Linked DNA regions of Gossypium hirsutum: region 2 is linked to region 1. The links are chromatin contacts, called in public Hi-C maps. All regions are on one chromosome and are shown on one strand. Each heading gives the region's core, a stretch centred on a gene start, on an enhancer-like site or on the middle of the called end of the contact. The rest is flanking DNA. Distances are from core to core; before and after follow the strand shown. Region 1 holds the start of LOC107914374 (membrane-associated kinase regulator 5). Region 2 holds the start of LOC107945865 (plastidial pyruvate kinase 2).

Evidence for each region. Hi-C and Micro-C count contacts between places; a contact is called where the count stands out from the background.
Region 2: a contact with region 1 is called in a Hi-C map of leaf, with 6 times the contacts expected there. The contact joins the promoter of LOC107945865 here to the promoter of LOC107914374 in region 1. A contact is called at or near these places in 10 of 34 Hi-C or Micro-C datasets (anther, callus, hypocotyl and 1 more).

What each region holds. Positions count from the first base shown.
Region 1 is chrA08:62,130,381-62,136,708 of Gossypium_hirsutum_v2.1, forward strand. It overlaps LOC107914374 (membrane-associated kinase regulator 5), which reads right to left and starts at 3,847. Exons shown (of 3, transcript XM_016843362.2): 1 at 2,870-3,847; 2 at 2,719-2,790; 3 at 2,420-2,631. The coding sequence starts at 3,650. The coding sequence ends at 2,582.
Region 2 is chrA08:62,379,206-62,385,533 of Gossypium_hirsutum_v2.1, forward strand. It overlaps LOC107945865 (plastidial pyruvate kinase 2), which reads left to right and starts at 3,742. Exons shown (of 12, transcript XM_016880020.2): 1 at 3,742-4,178; 2 at 4,947-5,234; 3 at 5,765-5,930. The coding sequence starts at 3,942. LOC107945852 (S-type anion channel SLAH2) reads left to right here. Exons shown (of 6, transcript XM_016880007.2): 3 at 1-48; 4 at 131-901; 5 at 992-1,023; 6 at 1,108-1,767. The coding sequence ends at 1,483.

The DNA of each region.
Region 1 (6,328 bases), core at 2,597-5,096:
TATTTGATGTATTATATTTTTTAAATTTATTTTTATATAAAAAATAATCTAAAAATTTAATAGGGCGGACTAAGTCGAGCTTGCGTTTAACATTTTTAATCTGAGTCGGACTTAGATACTTCTCGGGACGAACCTTGGCTTAGAAAATGAACTTATAATTTTACATCAGCCGACCCAACTTGACCAATGATTAGCTCTAGTTGGATCTAAATGTTAGTTTAAAAGTTAATTTTGATTCTAAATTAACCTTGTTAGTCATTGATTATGAAACTAAAAGTAGTTTTGGTTTCAAAAGATAATTTAAAACACATTTCAACCAAATAAAAAATTTTGGTAAAGAAGTGGGTTTTCAAACTAAACATTTGATTTTAATTTGGGATTTTAATTCAAGTAAAAAAAAGTTAAAATTTGAAAAAGGATTTTTTAATGAAATTACATTTTTAACCCTCGTTAAATCTTTTATTTCAGTCTAAAATTAACATTTTATATCCTTAAAAGAATAAAAATAAAAAAGCATCTTCCAACATAAACAGTAAGGTAGCACTAAATGTTGGGTTTGTTGGTCTTAACTTGGTGAAGCAGACTTACATGATTACGGTATCAGAAGGGTAGCACTGTGAGTGTGGTTGGTTTTTGTGGTGATATTTGGCTTTTTCTGCTGTCATCATTTTACAAAACCTTTGGTCTTCGTTTCATTTATGACACCAAACAATAATTTGCACATTTCTATTCATTACGTCTCCTGTTTGGCGTTGCTTTTCGATTCTGAGATTTTATATTAAGAAAGAAATGCACAAATTATCCTACAAGGAATTGAAACGCTCGTAGAAAAAGGAAACAGGTACATCTGCCAACTACTATATCATTGTTGAGTAAGACCCCATTTCGATGGATACAAAATTTTACAATTGAGAAAACTATCTTACAATTGGGTCGCGCTTTCATTTGAGTCATCTAAACATGATTAGTCATACACGTCACGTTATGTTTGTACCTTCTTTTTAGTCATCTAATTTTTAAGTCACTTCCATTTTAATCATCTAAAAAATATTTTTTTTAATTATTGATTGGGGTAAGAAAAATCAAGAATTAAAATGAAAAGACACTAAGAACTAAAATAATACATAAAAATTGTCAAATTTTACTTATTTATCTCATTGCCGAAAATTCTAAATATGAGTTTTGAAATATAAATTTTTAACTATTAAGATTCAAAATTATAATAGTAAATTGGTTGACATTATGAATGGATCGAAATTAATTTCAAAAATTATGAATGAAAATTATTGTCCTTAATATTTGTCTAAGAAACCCAAATTTCAAATCTTAGAACAATCTTTACAATTAACTAATTAATTAATTTTATCTTTCATCCCAAACCAAACTCTTTTTTTTTTCATCACTTTTTTATCAAAACAAAGAACAAACAATTGATTTAATTAATTTCAAGTATTTTTTTCCTTTATTTTAAGCTTAACATGGAAGATTCGGGATGATATAAACAAAAAAAATTGAGTTTTATAAACAATTATTAAATAGGAATTATTTAAGTTGATTTCGTTAAGGATAATTTGAAAACATATAATAAAATTTCAAATTTTAAAAGTAGATTAAATTAATTAATTTTAATATTATAATAACAAATCAGTTGACATTATCAACATATAGAAAAATTTCAATAAATTACTTTGATGTTTTGAAATTTTAAATTTCAATATTAAAACAAGAAATTTAGAATTTTAGCAATGAGATAAATATCATTTTTCTCACTTTAATTCTTACTTTTTACCTCAATTAATACTTAAAAAATAATTTTTGGGTGACTAAAATGAAAGTATCAACATGGAGTGGTGTATGCACTACCATTAGAGATTTAATGTTTGGGTGTGTAAAATGAAAGTGCCTTAAAAGTTTGATGACCAAATTGTAAATATTTCATTTTAAAAGAAAAAAACAAATGCTCTAAAAACTGAGCGACCAACTAAATAATTCACCCTTTAGAGCATACACAAAAGAAAGTTTTTAAGAGTTCTTTTATGATGATTTATTTTTTTAATGTTTGTTTTATTATTTATGTTTGAGATTTATTACCCAGAATTTTAAATTTGTATTTTTTTATAAAGAGTGTAATGTCTTTATACAAGTATGAAGAATTGTTAATACTAAGATTCCATGCTTCTCCAACATCTTCCACTTTCTCACCAAATTCTATTACACCTTTACTTTTAAATACACTATCACCACACTAGTTAAGATTAAGGTTCCATGCTAGTCCCACTTCTTCCCCTTCTCACCAAACTCCCACCAGAAACTACCAGTTGTCCTTGAAAAGGCATTAATCACCCAAGTATATATTCAGAAATCATCACATCTTTAACTTTCAAAGCTACCATAAATACAAGAGCTCAGACAATGGGAATTAGTTTCAATTTCTTCATAATTATCCATGAACTTTACAAGTACTAACCCTGCTTACACTGCCCACCAATGCCCATCATATCTAAATTCCAGCCTTTTGTTCTTTTTGTTCTTATCAGTTTACATCTTTCGTACATAATCATGATAATAAATCCCAAGGTTTCTATTCAGGTGATAATAATTGCTTGTAATTCGTGGACGAAAGAGAAGAATCTGAGGAAATTAAAGACTTTAATTAATAATTAGAGCTCGATAATTAGTGCAAACAACAGTATAAGAAATAGAATCTGAAACCATGACCTGTAGAAGAAGATGCATTGCTTAACTTGTATTTTGAAGAATCACTTGTACATCTCGACAACCAAGATGATTCTGCTGTCAAAACAAGCCAAGGATCCAATTCCAAATTAAACCAAATGATTAGTATTAGCTTAAAAACACAACTAATTACCTGATGAGGAATTGAAAGATTTCTTGCAATGCAAAATGGCGCTTTCAATCGCATCGTGTCGGAGTAGCAAGGAATCATCTTTCCGATTAATTGGGGATGCAGCATACGAGGCTGATCTGCTCTTTACCAATTGCTTGCAAACCCCTGTCGAAACACTCCCCTGTACTCCCTTCATGGGATACACCGTTGCCGGAGAAGCCACCTTTGATAACTCACCTGAGGGTGAGAGTGAGACCTTTGCCTTGTCACTTGGAATGCTTTTTTTGGAGATTTTTACGTACTTTATTATATTCAAGTATTTCTGTATCAGATCTTTCGAACTGCTCCTTTCTTCATGCCTTGGGGTCTCCATAGAAATACCGATCAACTCTTTTCTCTGGGGAGTACATGTTTTACTGGTATTTGCCATTGACTTGGACTTGTTGAGAGTAAAAGCTCCAAATTTGGGAGCAGAGTTTAACAGGTGTAAGGGAGATTGAGGCTTGGAGGTTGGGTCAATGGGGAGGATCTTTCTTTTGGAGAAATGATCATTCTGCATTGGCAACAAGGGGAAGTCATCATTCTTAGCCGAATCATGCTGGAAATCAGGTGTTTTGTGAAGGGTGCGTAGATGGAGGTGGTTGAAGTGGTGCAAAGGAAGCTCCAAGTCGATGAAAGAGTCGTCCTCTTCATCCAATTCATGATGTGGAATTTCGATGCTTCCACAACAACGTTGGGTCTGGTTCTCTTTCATAGCCACACAGCTAGGTTTCCAAAACCTCAGAAATTTGAGAGCTTCCATATGGAAACAGAGAGACAAAAGGCTTTTTTACAGTTTTACTTGTCAAAATCTAAGAGAGAAACTTCACCGCTTTGCCTGCGTTTTATGGGCGTTTCAAGGGAGAAGCCAGAGAGATTGTGTGAGGTTCTTCTGTAATTCAATAATGGATAATATCCTTAAAAGTATCATGCTCCCCCAAGTAAGATTGCATTTTATTTGACGTTAAATAAAATAAAATTTTAATTTTTTATATGAAAACTTTTATTTATTTCTTCAATTAAAAATTAATTTTTTTTAGAATAACTACATTGTTATATCGACATGTTATATATATATCATGTTAATATATAAGAATAAGTTTTTAATCTTAAAAATAAATAAAACTTTTAATAAAATAATTAATTTATTTTTTAATTTAATATATATTAAAAAATAATTTATTTAATTAAAAATTAATTTATCTATTTTAATAGATAGAATAAAATACAGTAACCATATTATCCATATAGATTTTCATATTTTAATTATTGCTTTCTTTAAAAAAATTACTGTCAATGCCTATGTAGTCCAAATTTTGTAGGTGGGGTAGCTTTAGTTTTGAATACTGTATTATAATGTAGGTATGACTGTTTTACTTTTACTTGCAAGTTGCAAAGCAGTTAATTATATTTTGCGTGAAGTTGCAGCCATTGGGCAATGCACTTACCCTATTTAATTCCTTCAGAATTGTCAGCAAATTGGGACTCCTGCACCTGCAGTGTCTCGCGCAATCCCCCGTCACTACAATTATTATATTTCATAGTTGTTTGCATGTGATATTATTTTTTTGGGGGGTTTTATTCAAAATTTATCTTTCAATTTTTTTTTGTAAACTATCTATTTAGTCATTTAACTTTTAGGTGCTGCAACATTCTATATTCGATCAAGTCATCACATCTGAATTACGTGATATTAAATTCGTTGTCGAAATAATTATAATTAAATACAATTCTATATAACTATGAATACATGCTAATATTATATTAGTCCTTTTGAGTATATTATACAATCATTTCCAAGTCTTATATGAGCTTACGAAAACTCTTTTACTAACCCGAGGTTGAACTAGGACCAAATTATAAAGTTTACCAATTATTAGATTGACGTCACAACTTCAAGGGTTCTTGGTCGTGACACAACTCATTGACTTGATCCTGTCGCGACGTTAAGAGCTCGATGTGGCGACGTAACCGTTTATTTGCAAATGTTCCAAATGGTACCTAATTAAAACATTTATCCAATTTAATATCAAAACCAACTCAAACCTAGGTACATGCCATATATCAAAATGAAAGGGACTATACAAACATTTCTAAGCCGAGGGTTGCAAGCTATATGCTAAATAAACAAATCGTGCTGTAAGCGATAAAGTTCAGTAATACTTTCATTATTCAAGTCACAAAATAAGCATATTTACTATAAGAATTCAACCAATATATGCCACAATTCAACCAAATCAAATTGTATATTTAATACTCAAATATCATTCTCATACACCATTTCATTTAATAATCAAAATAACATTTTATGCTATCCTTTCTATTAACAAAGATGCAACATATCTAATTTAATTACATACATATACATTCATGTACCAATATGATATTTAATCTCATTTTCATTCGAGGCTATTCTATCATTTATTTTAAGATTCAATTTCTCTTTCTTGATTCTATTGATTTGTTCAAAGTTAATTCAGCCCCCAGGGCTTGTTTAAACCAAATCGCATGTCTTTCACATGCTGTCGTTTTCCACATATCACATATATACAAACATACTAATTCAATCATATTCATCTCGTTTATCATGTTACCAATTCATGTTTTTATAACCTTATTAACAAGACACAAACTTAGAATGGATACACAGATCTATTACTCTGTCATCCCGGATTGCTTGGCAACAATGACTACTGGAACATGTACATACTACCATCCCGGGTTACTCGACAACTATGACTTTCACAATCTAGATATATTGCCATCCCAAGTTGCTCGTCAATGATGACTATTATATATGTACATTCTACCACCCGAGTTGCCCGACAACAATGGTTTCTAATCATTTTACCTAACCCTATGACATGTCAACTATATTTGACCCTGTCTGTACAGCTAATAGGGTAACCAATGTTTCAATTTCATATTATAAACCAAATCACATATCATGATCTCATACAAACATTTCATAACCAATTCAAATATCAATGTATACCACATATTATCATTTCATTATACTCAATCCATCAATGTATCATTATCAGTTATAAAATGCTTATTTCTATTTTATTCAATTCAATCTAAATTCTCAATATTTAATACAAATCAATTGATACGAAAAGCATCAGCTTACCTCGATATTCAATCATGCATTCAATATGTATATGCATATAAATATAATGATCTTGAGTCATAGAAGTACAAACCAAATCTTTGCATCACTCCTCAACGACTCTCGCTTTTTCTTTCCCTCTTGATGGCTTAACGCTGTCTTTAGCTACGTACGATAATACAAGAAATAAATATGTCAATTTTCATCTAATTCACATTCAAATACAAAGCCAAACATATTTTTCATTTTATTAAATTTAGTCCTTATACTCGGGATATGCATATCTTTCACTATTTAGCATCGGATCAAAATCTGATTTCACATTATTT
Region 2 (6,328 bases), core at 2,492-4,991, 250 kb after region 1:
GACCGATACTTTGATGCACTTGAAGGACCAGAGTTGGAGACCCTAAGGGTATGTAATGTGCCCATCTTCCCCCAATCCTTTACTCCAAATTAAGAGATTTTAATAAACGACCTGTTTCCACTCTTGACAGGCTTCGGAGGAGATTGTGCTTCCAGATGACAAGACTTGGCCTTTCCTTCTTAGGTATCCAATCTCTTCATTTGGTATCTGTCTGGGAGTTAGCAGCCAAGCTATTATGTGGAAAACACTGGCCACTGCTACCTCTACAAAATTTCTTCACATCAGCCTCACTGTAAATCTCATCCTATGGTGGATATCTGTCGCTCTGGTAGCCATTGTTGCTTCCATCTACCTTACCAAAGTGATACTCTACTTCGAAGCTGTTCGTAGAGAGTATTACCATCCCATCCGAGTCAACTTCTTCTTTGCTCCTTGGATATCTCTTCTCTTCTTGGCTATTGGGGTGCCACCTTCAGTTGCTTCATCCCTGCCTGTAGCTTTATGGTATGTTCTTATGACGCCATTCCTCTGTCTGGAGCTTAAAATCTATGGGCAGTGGATGTCAGGTGGTCAACGAAGACTTTCCAAGGTGGCTAATCCTTCCAACCATCTCTCAGTTGTTGGGAACTTTGTGGGAGCACTATTGGGTGCATCCATGGGGCTTAAAGAAGGCCCTGTATTCTTCTTTGCAGTTGGATTGGCTCATTACACAGTCCTTTTTGTAACCCTTTACCAGAGACTTCCAACAAATGAAACACTCCCCAAAGAGCTCCATCCTGTATTCTTTCTGTTTGTTGCAGCACCAAGTGTTGCTTCAATGGCATGGGCCAACATCCAAGGCTCTTTCGATTATGGATCACGGATTGCCTACTTCATTGCCTTGTTCCTCTATTTCTCACTAGTAAGTTAGCCACTTTGTTGATCTAACTTCACTTATAAGTTGCACACATAGTAAAGCTAAAGTGTTGCACATTTGTACCATGTTTTGCAGGCAGTTCGGATTAACTTTTTCCGAGGATTCAAGTTAGTGCAGCACTACCCTAACTTACATATATATAGTTAAGTTGTTTTAGGCAGTCCTGATTCTAATTTCTCTTCTATTTACAGGTTCTCATTGGCTTGGTGGGCGTACACGTTCCCGATGACCGGTGCTGCGATCGCAACCATGAGATATTCAAGTGCGGTCACAAATGTAGTAACTCAAACTCTTTCTGTCATTCTATCTGTTGTTGCTACACTCACAGTAACAGCTCTGCTTGTGACCACTATACTGCATGCCTTTGTCCAACGAGACCTCTTCCCCAATGACATTGCCATTGCTATTAGCGACAGAAAACCAAAATCTCATAGGAGGTGGTTCAATCTTAATAGACATGGAAGCTCAGAGCATAATGCAGACATTGACACTTTCTTGAAATTTGCAAATGGCGACGCCAAAGACATAGAAGCTGCGCTGAAAATTTCCAGTGCAGAAACTAAATGAGTTTAGAAACTTCATGCATGTGCCACTGTGATCAGCCTTAGGTTCAACTTTCATCAGGTTCTTCCCTCTTAAGCAGTCAGACATGCGAGGAACGTCCAATTTGGAGTTTTGAAGGTTTCCAGTGACCATGTGTGTAGAGAGAAAAGAAGCTTTGTGGGAGTTTCAGCAGAGAGGGTGAAGGAAAGTGTTGAAAGTTTGATTAGTTGTAAATTGCAGAGTGTATGTGACAGATGTTGATGTAATAAGTTGTTGCGTTGAATAAAACTAAAGTTGTGTTTAAAAAATGCGAGAGTTTTCAATTTTAATTGGGAGTTGTAATTCAATCAAATTAGAGGAGCCATATTCCTATTTCCTACTAAGACACTAAAGAGGGCATGGAAAGTAACTGTTTTAAAATTTCTCACAGAGAATATTACCTTTTTCTTATTTATTTAATATTTTTTTGCCACAAAATTATAATACATTATTTAATTTTAAATATATTTTAAATGCCACTTAAATTTAAATTAATATTCTAATTTAATAATATGAAATATTTAAATTCTATTTTCAATTTAATCATATTATTAATTTATTTTATTTAAAATAAATAAATAAATAAAATTAAAATAAATAGATTAAATTACTTGTTTGCTACTAATAAACTAACTTTTTAAGTACTAAATATCACTAAAAAAATTAAAAACAATCAAATTTATATTTTATTTAATGGGGAAATTTTGAAATTTACCATCACATTTTTAATCTCTACAATTAAAATATATAAGTAATTAAAATAAAATATTGGTTGAGTGATAAATTTAAAGTTTTTTCAATGTAACTGGCATGAGTTTAAATTTCACCATATGCAAATTTTATTACTTTTTTAATTAAAAGGACAAAAACACCTTCAAATAATATAAAATTTTTTAAACAGGAAAGATCATTTTTGTAATTTTCAAATCGAGTTGGTGTCTGATTGACTTGTGACACCAACTCAATCAGGGATTTATTAATATTATAGATATATACATTTCATTGTTACTATTTCCATAATAAATAAAAGGCATAATGATAAATTTAGCCCTTAATGTTTGCATTTTTTTTGTCTATTTAATCATTATTCCATTTTTTAGCTAAATTTAGCTCTTAACCTTTCAAAAAAGAGTCAAATCATTTTTTTAATGAAAATACTGATTAAAACATTAATTTTTTAACGTTGTTGATGGAGCAACTCGCATGACAATTTATGTGCTTATCCTACTAACATAACACCATTTATCTTATATGTTATGTCAACAAATAAATCAAAAATCAAAAATCAAAAATCAAAAATCAAAAATCAAAAATCAAAAATCAAAAATCAAAAATCAAAAATCAAAAATCAAAAATCAAAAATAAAATTAAAAAATATAAAAATTTAATAAAAATTTTAAAAATTAACATGAAATACAAGTGGATTGTCATGCAAGTTGCTTTATTTAAAATTTTAATATTTTAGTTAGCATTCTAGTTGAAGGAAAAATTATTTTTGCTAGCATCCTCGTTGAAGGAAAAATTATTTTTGACTATTTTTTAAAAAATTAATAAATAAATTTAACTTTTTTTAATAGGTTGAGGATTAAATTTAACTAAAATAAATTTATTTTCAAAACATTAAGAGATAAATTTAAAATTATAACTAAAATAAATTCAAAATTTAAAAATTTAAATCCATATACCCAATACAAAACACAAGTTTAATGTTTAATGAAAAGAATGGAAATGCTTGTCAAAGTCAAATCATAAACGATACATGCGGAAAACCACGAGAGGCAAATTGAAATTGGAAATCCTATGGAGGGTTCAACTTTAATCCCAACCCAGAACAAGACCAACGTTATGATGACACTTGAACAAAAAAGTGACGAATGATACCAGGGGTTCCGACACCACGTTGTATAACAACAATAATAAATTGTCTTCTTTGTTTTAATAATAATAATTTGCCTAATTTCCATCCATTTTTTTGAAAAGAACAAATTTTAATGGGTATTTATATATATGAAATTTTAATTTAATTTAATTTTAATATATTATTAATATAATTATTTATATAATATTATTTTATGATTATATATTCTATAAATAAATAATTATATTTATTACATATAAAAATATATTAATGTATTTATTTCATTAAATTTATATAATTAAATTAAAATTAAAATTAAAATTTTAAATATATATTTAAATCACAATAAAAAAAATATATATCTACATTAAATTAAAATTTATATGTATAATTTCACATTAAAAAAAACAGTTTGAATAAAATAGGTGCATAGTGTTTGTCGATACAAACTAAGCACACTTCATTCTGCAGCGTCCTCTTTTAAAAGTCATTGTTTTAGCGGCGATTGCTCCAACCTTCAATTTTATCAGCGAAACCCCATCGCCTTCCTCTCCCCTGAAACCCTTTCTATCTCTCATTTTAGCAATGGCTCAAGTGGTGGCCACTAGATCCATCCATGCTAACTTCTTCAGCAAGGCCTCCGGATCCCTTCAGGACCCAGTGGAGAAGCTTAAGCCTGCGTCCTTCGCTTCCAAAGTACTCTTACCTGACCACAGGAAGAGCAACGCCGTCGTGCTTACTAGGAACTCTAGGATTACTGCTAAGAGAGCCGCACGTGCCGAGCCTGAACTTATTCCCGTTTCACCTGAGGATGTACCTAAGGTTTGGCCCACTCCCGACCTCTCTGATCTTCCGCTTTGATTATGAATTTGGTTGCTGCCATCTCATGCTAAAAGAAAAAATATAAAAAAAACGCATTAGATCTTTGTTAACTTTTTCGATTTTTCTAGCGGCTAAGAAAGCAATAGGCGTGGTATTATATAAGTGGAGTGATCTTATTATCATGGAGCATGCTGATTGTTTTTTTTTTAATAAGAATGGAGTGTGTCAAGTTGAATAAGGTCATGTTTGTATTTTCGAAAATGCATTATCCTATTAGTGAAACTTGCACAATCCATAAATGGAAATGGTGGTTTTTTTTTCTCTAAAATGAGGAAACTTCCTGGTCACTTTGGACTATAAATGAGAAATATTTAGGACTCGAGTCAAAATTTCCGCTGAGATCTTTTTACAAGCCAGTCTTTGGTGCACTGTCGGTTGATTTTGTGCTAAAGAAATTATCCAGAGAATAATAAGTAACATGGGGCATAACTTTCACCTGTTTGCCCTTGCCGTTGAAAGAAAAGGAACCTTGAAGTGTATAACAACTTAAGTGTTTGGTTAAAATGATGAAGTTCCAGTTACACGGTGTATTTCACTTGAAATTTCTGCTTTACACTGGTATAGGATGGTGGCATTGCCGTTGAATGACATAGTCACTATGCTTTGAATTGCCATTATATCTATGCTCAAATAACTTATCATGGACAGTTGAAGAGAGAAAATCACCAGAAATCATTGCTTGTAACTTTTCTTACTTTTTTTCTTCAGAGGGAGGAGCAATATGAGCAGTTAAGGGGGATTCAGCAAGTAGGTGATGGATCAGTGGGTATGTGGTCCAAGCCTACTGTTAGGCGTAAAACAAAGATTGTTTGTACTATTGGTCCTTCAACAAACACAAGGGAAATGATATGGAAATTGGCTGAGGCTGGAATGAATGTTGCTCGCTTGAATATGTCTCATGGAGACCATGCATCTCATCAGAAAGTTATTGATTTAGTCAAGGAATATAATGCACAATCCAAAGACAACACTATCGCAATCATGCTTGACACCAAGGCAAGTTCCCTCAACTTCATTTGCCTTTTTACAGTGTAAAAGCAGTTATGCCAGGTTGCTTGAGCCAACAGTTTGGTGTTGTCAGACTTAGACATCAGTGATACCTTTCTTTGTCAAAATTATTGTCAGAATTTTGTCATCTTAGACAATGTTCTTAACAAAAACCTATATGAACATGCCAATTGTTTCTTGGATTTTGGATACAGGTTCTGTTATGGTCATCATGACACTCTATTTTGGAGTAAGACTGCCAAGTATGTACAAGTGACAGTATGTTAGTATATGGTTTGGGTACTTATTAGAGTCTGCAATACAAATATAAGTCTACATGTGTGTGTGCATATGGTTTTTGTCTTTATTCGTTTGTTTTACTTGTGAGGTTATGAGCCATTAAAATTGTTGGACGTAGTGTTGTAGGCAACAATTATATAACTGGATATTATGTGATTTTCGTCTGATAGTTCTATTAGTTCAGTTTCTGTAAACCTTCATTTATTATGTTCTTATGTTATTTTGGCTCTGTTTGTTAGGGTCCTGAAGTTAGGAGCGGTGACTTGCCTCAACCAATCACATTAACAACTGGGCAGGAATTTACTTTTACAATTAAGAGAGGAGTTGGGACACCTGATTGTGTCAGTGTCAACTATGATGATTTTGTTAACGATGTAGAAGTGGGTGACATGCTTCTTGTTGACGGTATGCTGTCTTGAAACTTCAAGAGATTGTGAAAGTATTCAGGTTTTGTTAACTTTTGATGTTTTATATGCTTGTTAATAACAATACCTCCCTTCTCCCCCGCCCCCTTTTTTTCCCTGACACCAGCAGCAAGCATGCATGCGCAAACTCACTTTGCCTTCAGTCTGAAAAGATGATATGCTTTTAGTATTATGATTCAATTATCAAGAGTCTTAAGACTGCAAATATGTAGCATTAGCTGAAGAAAGAATTTAATGATCTAGAAATGAATTAAAAAGGGTCTTACTTCTTCTGCCATGTTCTTAATTTGCTAGTTGGGGTGTGCTGATGCTGTTGTTGGGTCGGGAGTGTCTTTTGCCATTTCTAAGTGACAAATGAAATCTTTAGCATTCTAGAGA